3 separate regions of the Mus musculus genome follow, and regions 1 and 3 are each linked to region 2. Evidence: chromatin contacts called from public ChIA-PET data. All regions are on one chromosome and are shown on one strand. The core of a region is the stretch at or near the end of the contact, and the rest is flanking DNA. Distances in the headings are between cores, read along the strand shown. Region 1 overlaps Scml4 (Scm polycomb group protein like 4). Region 2 overlaps Ostm1 (osteopetrosis associated transmembrane protein 1). Region 3 holds the start of Afg1l (AFG1 like ATPase).

Region 1 (3,233 bases), core at 498-2,997, 200 kb after region 2:
GAACCAGTGAGTGCTGGCTTCACATGCCCAGACAAGGCTTATGCCTTGCTGGCCACTCAGCACCCGCCTTTCTTCCCAGCCTCATGGCTTTCTAGACTGCCGAGCCCCTCTCTTCCCATGCAAGGGTTTCAGTAGCTTTACTTCTATGGCGCTGGTGCTATATGGACAGGCAGAGCTGAGTATCACACCACTGTCTGGGTGTATTCTTCTTGGAGAATAAATGAAATATACTCTTGCCCGCTAGCCATCTTTTGGGGGTGCTACAAAGTGATCAGGAAATATACTTCCTTCTACTCTGTTCTTTACAAAAAGAAAAGAACGTTGTGTTGGGGGGTGGGGGAAGAGCAGTAATTCATATCTCATGGGACCTACTTATCATGCCGGGCTCCCTTGGGATCCTAGTGGTATACTGGTAGCACAGACCTGACAAATCCTGATGTATTTGATTGCCAGCTCAGGACAATGCTCACTAGCCTCTTTGTCACTCTACTTACCACCTATCAAAGGCAGCGCCTGTGATTGTTGCATGTTTCTAACTACTGGGGAAGATAAATCCAACTACCAAGCACAGAGAATCAAAGTCAACTTCAAAATAACTGTGCACTTGCTGTTGCCTTTGCTGCTAATGTTGCTGTTGCCTTTGCTGCTAATGTTGCTGTTGTCTACACAATGTTGGCTACGAATGTTGGCTTTCCTGATTGCTGGGGAGGCAGCAGTACTGGTTGAGATCCCACACTGTTCTTGCTGTTTACCCCTGACTGCTATATGCAGCTCATGCTGGCTGGAGGTGGTAGGTCTTCCAGAGCAAACACTGAGTTGCTACATCTCATTCTATAGTTCTAAAGAAGTGCCTGAGATACCTCGGTATTCTTCAAAGACTGTCTTGTGAAGACATCCGAGTTACACATCTGGACTTTAGAGTAAACAGTAGTGTGCCCAAAATTCTGTGAAATGTGGGCATTGTGAAGGTGGTTATTTCAGAGAGATTTGTCCTTATCCTAGCTGGCTCTCCTATTGCTGTGATAAACACCAGGACCAGATGCAACTTAGAGAGGAAAGTGGTTATTTGGTTACACTTCTATATCGTACTCCATCACTGAGAGGAGTCAGGGCAGGAACTCAGGTAGGAACCTAGAGGCAGGAACTGAACCAGAGGCCATGGAGGGAATGTTGCTTACTGGCTTGCTTCTCCTAGCTTGCTAAGCCTGTTCTCTGATACAACCCAGGGCCATCTGCCCAGGGATGGAATCAAGAAAATGGTCCAGAGACATGGCCACAGGCCAATCTGTTGGAAGCAATTCCATCGTAATGAATGAGGTTATGAGGTTCCCTCTTCCCGGGTGTGTCAAGTTGGCAACCAACGTTAGCTAGCACTGTCCTTGAGATAGCCACATACTCTGGAGACTGTTGAATATATCCCAGATTTGGAGAGTTATGACTGGTACTATTTGAATTTTGTCATTTTATCAGGGAAATCTTTACTATTCTTCCTAGGAAAGTATTTGAAAAGAAACTTGCTCTGTTCTCTCTCTCTCTCTCTCTCTCTCTCTCTCTCTCTCTCTCTCTCTCTCTCTCTCCCCTCTCTCACCTTGAAAAGAAAGCTTTCTTTGTAGATCTTGAACGGGAAACAACCCAAAGCAACCAAACCACAAGCACTTTCTCTAAATTAAACATAAAGTATAAACAGAGAACAAAACAGGAAGTGGTGGCTGGCTGAAAACAAGAACTCCCACAGCTGTCCTGGAAAGTGCGGTTCCCTGCCCTGCCCTACAGAACACAGGTTCAGAGATGCAGTGAGCCTAGAGTCCCCTGGCAGACAAGTGTCTTCTACTGGCACTTGCTGCAATTGCTCTTCAGCAACCCCTCACAGTATCTGCATCAGCTCCAGCTACCGCAGGCGTTAAGTCACAGGGGCGTCCTGTGAATCATTGGGTTTTCTTCCACCCTTTCAGCTTTCAGAGATGGAAGAAGTGGCCAGAGGAGTCAGGATCCCTTCTTGTGCCCCACCTGCAATGTTGCCACTCTGACAGGTTCCCTCCAAGGCTGACCGGGTGTGTGTACCAAGCTCTGGGGTTAATCTGAACTCTCTCATCAGTAAGCACTGATGGTGGTGGACTCATGGTATCTATCTAGGCATCGGAGCCTCTCTTCTAAGTCCGAGGGCAATGATGCTTGCCTCAGAACCATGTAGAAACTAACAGAGATGAAGCAGGTAAACTGTGGCAGGCCTACTTTGGAAACTTGTAGTGACATGTCTTGCTGGGGTAGTTTTCTTGTTTGGAAATGGCTTTTTTAAAAAATTGTGCATGAATGTATATGTACATGAGTGTGTGTGCACGCCATGGGTATGTGTGCATGCAATGAGGATGTGTTTGGAGGTCAGAGAACAACTTTGTGAAGTTGGTTCTCTCCTTCCATCTTTTTATAGGTTCTGGGGGTATAGGTAACTCAGGCTGTCGGGATTGTGTTGTGAGTGTTTTTACACATTAAGTCAAACGTAGCTGGCCCAAGACCATGATTATTGAAGACCCCTCAGGTGGAGTCCTGAGCACAGGGTCACTACTAACACTAATAAACGAATGGCCAGTCTGGAGCCAGAGTCCTCAGTGCTGGTCAGTGGAAGAGTCCTGGATGAGGGGCAGCCCAGCAGACCACTCATTCAATTACTTGGTGAACGTTTGTTAGATCTCTGAGATGTTCAAATCTCTGGAGTTGGAGCCAGATGAGCACACCTGTAATACCAGCACCCAGAAGACAGTGGCAGAAAGATCATAGCAAATTCAAAGCCATCCTGGTCTAGATAGCAAATGCTAGGTTAGTCAGGGATACATGGCAAGACCCTGTCTCAAAAGTCCAAATCAATTAAACCCGGACACAGAGCTGCAACCATGGGCTTTCCCACCTGCACCCCAGTTCCTGTAATAACAACTCTGAAACTTAATTCTATGTGAATAAAAGCCTAGGCCATAAGCTCGGGCTTGTAACTCAGTTATCACGTTAAATCTAGTCTGAGGCTGTCGTAAGGCTAGCTACTCTCCTAAGTTTCATGCATCTGTCTCCTCAGAGTTCAGGGCGAATCTCTTCCTGCGCCTGACTCTATCCTAGAATTCCGCTCTCCCTCCCAGAACTCTCACCTCCTGTTTCTTGTCTCAGCTCATCGGCCAATCAGCTTTTTATCAACAGGTGATGCTTCCATACAGCACACAAGAGATGGTCTTTACCCAGGCCTCAAC
Region 2 (3,352 bases), core at 687-3,186:
TAAGAATACTTCGTCTGGCCGGGCGTGGTAGTGCACGACTTTAATCCCAGCACTTGGAAGGCAGAAGCAGGTGGATTTCTGAGTCTACAAAGTGAGTTCCAGGATAGCCAGGGCTATACAGAGAAACCCTGTATCGAAAAAAAAAACAAAAACCAAAAACCAACCAACCAACCAACCAAAAAAACCCCCAAAAAACAAAACAACCTCCCCCCCCCCCCAAAAAAAAGAATGCTTCGTCTGCATTATCAAACCAGCTTAGAGGACACTGCTCTGGACCATCGAGTGGTGCTTAGGATAGGCAAAGGCACCGAGCATGGCTGCTCATAGGGCTTGGGGTTTTTACCTCTCAGCCCCATGACTGTACTTGTTTAACAGCTCTTAGTACTAAATCACCTTTAACCAGGAGACAGAGTCTTTACTCTGGTTTTATAACTACACATTCTCTGGGAGATAAAATTACTGACATTCTGGTATATCTCAGTGATAATTATGTATTTAGAATATACCTTATTTTGTGTGTGTGTGTTTTGTTTTGTTTTTTTTTTCTGAGTTCGAGGCCAGCCTGATCTACAGAGTGAGCTCCAAAATAGCCAGGGTTGCACAGAGAGTCTCCAAAATAAAATAATACCAAATATTATACAGTTACTAATTGTAAACCAGCTTTTTTTCTCCTAGCAGAAGAAATTGTTCTCAACTATCAGTAGATTTTTAACGCTGTTTTAAATGATGTTTGGATTGCAAAAATATACTAAGACATTAAAGAGAACTTTAATTAAACTTTAAGTAAAGAGACTATAATATGATATTTGTTTCTCTAGATGAACATTACTCGGAAGCTTTGGAGTCGAACCTTCAACTGTTCGGTCACCTGCAGCGACACGGTGTCCGTGGTTGCTGTGTCTGTGTTCATTCTCTTCCTGCCTGTCGTCTTCTACCTCAGTAGCTTCCTTCACTCAGAGCAAAAGAAACGCAAACTCATTCTACGTAAGTTCCCTTCTGTAGTCATCCATCCATTTAGCCGAGCACCTACGTAAAAGATTACGGGGTCAAAAAAGATTACGGGGTCAAGGGGCTGGGGGTACAGCGTCAAAGCTCTTACCTGTATGCACAAGGCCGTGGATTCAACCTTCATCATCATAATGTAGGGGAAAGGTACAGATCTATTTAAGAAAGATGTGGCTAGTGCCTTTACCTGCCGAGCCATCACCAGACTTTGTGCTCTTTCTTTATGGCACGCAGGCAGTAAGCCGGCGGCTTTGCTGCTGCTGACAGCTGAGGTCACTTAACTCTCTCATTTGTTTGTTCTACTTGATTCGTCTCCCTTGATTGGATCATAAAGATCATCAGAAGAAGAAGTTGTTTCCTTGTATACCGTCTGTCATATTGCCAGTACCTAGAAAGTGCCCGGGCATAGTGAGTGCTCGCAGACATTTGTTGTACAAAAGAATACTATAGTCTGTTTTAATGTTAGCATCAAAATACTATCCCTGTGAAATTCTTTATGGAAAAAAAATCTTGGATCAAATAATGTCAGGCAATATGGCTTTCAGGAGGCAGAAGCAGATGGATCCTTGAGTTAAAGCCAGCCTGGTCTACATGACGAGTTCTAAGCCAGCCATGGCTTCACAGGTCAAACCTGACTCAAAAACAAACAAATTAACACAGCAAAAGACCAAAGCAAATAAACAATAAAACCATACAGAGAGAAAGACAGACAGACAGACAGACACATACAATAACCCCAAATACTCGTGTGAGTGAAGAGTTCATGTGCCGATGCTCATGGCCGATTGCTCTCCCTCCCCCCACCTCCTGCCTTCCTCCCTGCATGAACTGATGACATGTGACTGCTCTGTGGCATGGTTATGTCTTTGAGAGTTGTGCAGAGCTTAAAACAAGGCAAGGAAATAGAGGCGCCTGAGCCCTGCTGCAGCTCCTCCTATGAGGCCAGCAGTTCTCAGATCTCAGCCTGTGCCACTCCCACCACGGGTGCCACTCCCACTGCAGGTGACACTGTGGGTTTTCAGTTCTAGAGCATGAGAAACATTTGCACTCAACTGTTCAACGCACGACCTCGCCAGGTGGCTATGGGCCATGATTCTATTTAAACCTAGTGGCTCAATGCCATGGCCATCATAATCATAGCTGAATATTACATATTTTGCTAATAGTGCTATATGTGATATATAACTCAACTTTAAAAGAACCATTCTTTTTAAAACTAGAGTCTTTTTTTCTTATTTATTTATTTATTTATTTATTTATTTTTGACTCATGGTTTCTCTGTGTAGCTCTGGCTATCCTGGAACTTGTGCAGTAGACCAGGCTGGCTTCAAACTCATAGAGATCCACTTCTGTCCGCTGGGATTAAAGGTTCCTGCCACTGCTGCCAACTCAGAATAATGTATTTCATTGTGACATTTACACACACACACACACACACACACACACACACACACAATATGTGTGTTTTGTTGTTCTTGCTTGGTGTTAGGTATTGAAGCTAGAACTTTATAAGTGTTAGCAATACCCTTTACCACTGAACTGGCGCCCAGCATGAATGTGTTGAGATAGGGTCTCGCCGTGTAGCACAGGCTAGCCTGGAATTTGCTATGTAGGCCAGGCTGGCTTCAAACTCACAATCCTCCATTCTTAATCTCCTAAGTTCCAGGATCACAGGCACACACCGCGTGCCCTACTTGAAAAAAAAATGCTTTTGTCTGAAAATAGAGGCAATGTTCTGTCCTTCGGTACGTATTCTTTCCTTTCCCTGATTGTATTAGCTATGGTGGTGTCTTGGTCCAGCTCTTAGGAGGAATTCTTCAGACTTCGTAATTAACAATGACTGGGGTAGAAGCTTTGTAAACACTCTTGTCTTTTAAGAGATGTTTAGAGCTTGATTTCTAGCTTGGACTTTCCTTGTTATTCTTTATGTACACGTTAACATTGCAGTGCTCAAGAAAGCGTGGATGCCTGTTTTATTAGGTACTGCTCTTAACAAAGTCATGGGTAGTAGCTTCTACTTAATTTAATTTTATGCTCTTCATTAAAAAAAAAACCTTAGGTTTTACGTCTAGGAAAATTGGATCAAGCCATGTTAAGCCAATCAATAGACAATATAGTGGTTTGCATGTAAGCACTGGGTAAGCCCTCGAGAGCAGGAATTTAAACTCAGCCCTGTGTCTCTCCCCAGCCAAACGTCTCAAGTCGAGCACCAGTTTTGCCAACATTCAAGAAAATGCCACCTGAAGCCTGCAAAACGGGGACTCGACCTCACGTTGTGCCAGTAAGTGTTAGACCACAGCACAGTCGAGAAGAAGATGAGCCAAGGTCGGACAAGTTGCATTCTCAC
Region 3 (3,261 bases), core at 487-2,986, 220 kb before region 2:
CCTGTCTCAAAAAACTAAAAAAAAAGAAAAGAAAAAAAAGAACTGAACCTATAGCTCTGTGGCAGAAGGGTGGCCTAGTGCACAGGAGACCTTGGGTTCAAAGCACAGTACTGCTGAAAATCAAGCCAAATCCTGCCCTTCCTGTCCTCATGGTCTCTCCCAAGGCTTCCTTCCTGCCTTTGTTTAAGCCAGCTTTGTAAATGAAACTTCAAACAAGAGGGGAAAAAGAAATAACCCTCCTGGGGTTATTTCTTGATGGCGGGTGTGGGGGGGGGGAGTAAAGAAAGGGGCAGAAACTGTAATCCAGACTCAATTAATGAGATTTATACTTCAGCATTTCTCTTGTTTATAAAATAGAAAGGAATATTTTTTACTTTACTTATTTTGTGTGTGTGTGTGTGTGTGTGTGTGTGCGCGTGCGCGCGCGCAAGAGAGGACAAGTGGTGGGTGTTGGTACTTCCCCTCTGCCATATGGGTCCTAGGGATTGAACTCAGGCTTGATAGCAAGGCCCTTTGCTAAGTGGGCCATGTAAAGCTCACAGTCTGGTATTTATTTCAATGACTGAGGGGGGAAAAAAACCTATCTTGAGACGATGAGAATCGGCATTTGCATATATATACTCTGTTAAATTATATCCGATTTTGAAGGTATATAAAGAAGCTCTTGGAGATGAGGAAAGGTGACTGAGGAAGACCATGAGAATAACGTCGTTCATTTGAAAATATCTGCTCATCAGACACCAATCACCATCCTACGTGCCAAGGAAATAAGGACACAGGGTTTGCTGTCTTTTGAGAAACCAGTCCAGTGAAGAGAGGTAAAATTAGCACTTCTGGGAAAGAGCAGCAGGAGGTTCTCAAGTTCGTGGCCAGCCTGTACCACACAGTGAGACCACGTGATTGTAATTTGGCTAACCACTCATTCACAGACACATGACAGTAGAACGAAAGAATCGAAGGTCAGGGGCAAAACAGATAAATGACAGACAAACAGACAAAGTGATGCCCTAGGAATTTAAGACTGCATCGAGAAAATGGGCGGGGAGGGGGCATAGGGTCCCTGACTGACATGACCATTAAGTCCATCACCAGCCTTAAGAGCCCAGATGGGTTGGGGTGAAAGGCTCCCCACACACCAACCCCATCTTGCTTACCCCCATCCCTCCAAGCCGGGCTCTTGCACACCTGCCCTCTCCAGGCCTGGGTTACCTGGGGAAGAACTGGGTTGGCCTCTGACCCTCAAATGGAAGTTACTCTGGGCAGCTGCCTGAGGCGCTCAGCGCTCTTTGGGGCAACGAGATGCAAAAGGTCAATAGACACGAACTCGTCTCTAGGATCCTTACAACTTGTGAAGCCACGGGTGCAGCTGGGAGGGATCAGACAGTGGGGTGACCCCAGGGCCTTGCGCGGCCCGCTCGTGACACGGTCACTGACCTTTCCACAGGGGTTTCCCAGGGCCAGGGGCCGGAGGAGGGATTGCGACGACCCGCGCCCCGCACCCAACACCTCTCCCAGTCAGCCGGCTGCGCGCGGCGGAGCGCAGAGTAACCAAGGGCGACCAGGAGGCCGCCATCTTGAGCTCCGTACAGGGAGGAAAACTTTATTGTAACCCAGAAGACGCGACGGAGCAGCCGGGTGCTGTGGCGCTCCAGGAGGCCACGCCTGAAAATGAGAGAGCGTTAAAGAGAGATGACCTCAAGCTTAGAAAGGCTGCAACGCCTGCCCTTCACGCCTTCCGGTGGGCCTTGGGACTACAAGTCCCGAGAGGCCTCGCGCCTTGAGGGGGCGTGTCCTGACAGTCGCGGGTGCGCCCCACCCCGCTGAGAGGCGGCTAGAACCAACTCTCCACCCCGCCCCCACTGAAACCCTAGTTCTCCAGGCCTGAGAAACCAATTGTAGCTTGTAGTAATAATCGTGAACCTTCTAAGACCGCATAATATGAAGGTGACCAAGAGGTATATATTATACCTCGTCCAATCTGCTATAATATAGCCTCAATTTACTTTTCTTTCGGTGTCCAACGTGTCTCTGAAGGGTACCTGAAATGTGTTTCTGCCACTTTCTGTTTGAGCTGTTGAGTAATAGAAATTATCTTCTATATAGCACATGTTTTCATGCTTTGAAGAAGCTTATAAGTGGGACAGGAAAGCCAAAGGGCCCAGACTGACAGCTGGTGGATGTGGCAGTCATGGGATGGTGTGACCACTTGAATTTGCGACTGCCCTCATTTGAGGCTGGCGACCCTTTGGCTAGATGAACGCTGCAGCTAAAGACAATAGTGGGATCAAGGAGAGAGCACTGTTGTGGAGGAGTACGGAGATTATATTTTTGTCTAGGTGTGTGTGTCCTATATTGAAAGCGATTCTTCTGGAGGCCAGAAGTGGGCATTGATCCCCCCAGAGCTGGCTGAGATTAAAGGCAGCTGTGGGCCACTCAACGTGGGTGCTACGAACCAAACCCTTGTCGGCTGCATAAGTTACACATTATTTAAACAGTTGAGCCACTTCTCTAGTCCATACAAGATTAACTTTTAACAAAAGACAAAGACCTTCCCAGGGGTTGTCGGGTGGTGTTCAGCTGATAGAGTGTTTGCCTAGTTAGCAGGAAGCCCAAGATTCACCAGTCTGGGAAGAAAAAGCACAAACAGCAATCCTAGCATTTGGGAAATGTAGACAGCAGGGTTAGAAGTCCAACTACATAGTTACATCCTTAAAAATAAATAAAACAACAACAACAACAACAAAAAAGTAAACCCTTCAACCGTGGATCATATCTAAAAGACCTGAACATTTAGCTGGGAATTATGGAAAACAAGAAAGTCTAGCATTCCTAGGAAGGAGGAAACAAAGTTTCAATTGTGTGACCAAAAAAGAGAACACTAAGAAGAATTCCAGGAAACCAAATTGTGGTCACCAGAAGAGGAATTCTGAAGAAACAGGAAATGGAAGGTGTAGTATGGCAGAGTAACTTCAAGCCTTTTCTCTGCTAATATGTCAAAGTATGTACCCACCCCGATGGGACTGAAGATAGTCTAAAGAGACACTTGTGTCTTCTTTCCCTTTGGCTATTGCACTACTGAAACAATGGCCCTAAGAAATCAAACTGCTCCCAAGAATCCCACGCTGGGACAAGGAAAAGGTTGAAGCCTGGTGCCAACCAGAAAAGGGAGAAGCTGGGCTCCCGGAAGTGACGTCACACGGTTCAGACAGTGCAGAACCAGCTTGTAGGACACACTGGAGCTGGGCAATGGTGGGCCAGTGA

What was found. ChIA-PET counts read pairs in DNA pulled down with a chosen protein or histone mark.
Region 1: an RNA polymerase II ChIA-PET map of memory CD8 T cells shows a contact between it and region 2, with 89 read pairs. The contact joins two enhancer-like sites. A contact is called at or near these places in 7 of 39 promoter capture datasets (the 3T3-L1 cell line, embryonic stem cells, frontonasal cranial neural crest and 3 more), 1 of 15 datasets of contacts at CTCF or cohesin (CD8 T cells), 1 of 484 Hi-C or Micro-C datasets (CD4 T cells) and 3 of 115 datasets of contacts at active chromatin or transcription factors (CD8 T cells, memory CD8 T cells and thymic regulatory T cells).
Region 3: a contact with region 2 is called in an RNA polymerase II ChIA-PET map of memory CD8 T cells, with 43 read pairs. The contact joins the promoter of Afg1l here to the enhancer-like site in region 2. A contact is called at or near these places in 1 of 39 promoter capture datasets (hippocampal neurons), 1 of 484 Hi-C or Micro-C datasets (CD4 T cells), 2 of 115 datasets of contacts at active chromatin or transcription factors (embryonic stem cells and memory CD8 T cells) and 1 of 9 other capture datasets (liver).

The regions. Positions count from the first base shown.
Region 1 is chr10:42,896,089-42,899,321 of GRCm38.p6, forward strand. All of the region lies in intron 1 of Scml4 (Scm polycomb group protein like 4), which reads left to right. Among named protein-coding and RNA genes, the nearest start is that of Gm34006, 29 kb to the left of the region's middle. Within about 2 kb of position 1,748, at least 90 of the 459 cell types and tissues checked have an H3K27ac peak or open chromatin away from gene starts, as enhancers often do. A contact at or near this core is called in CD8 T cells, memory CD8 T cells and thymic regulatory T cells, where this site is marked.
Region 2 is chr10:42,697,290-42,700,641 of GRCm38.p6, forward strand. Ostm1 (osteopetrosis associated transmembrane protein 1) reads left to right here. Exons shown (of 6, transcript NM_172416.3): 5 at 819-984; 6 at 3,194-3,352. The coding sequence ends at 3,249. Among named protein-coding and RNA genes, the nearest start is that of Ostm1, 20 kb to the left of the region's middle. Within about 2 kb of position 1,937, at least 36 of the 459 cell types and tissues checked have an H3K27ac peak or open chromatin away from gene starts, as enhancers often do. A contact at or near this core is called in CD8 T cells, memory CD8 T cells and thymic regulatory T cells, where this site is marked.
Region 3 is chr10:42,476,829-42,480,089 of GRCm38.p6, forward strand. Afg1l (AFG1 like ATPase) reads right to left here and starts at 1,737. Exons shown (of 13, transcript NM_145743.2): 1 at 1,435-1,737. The coding sequence starts at 1,573.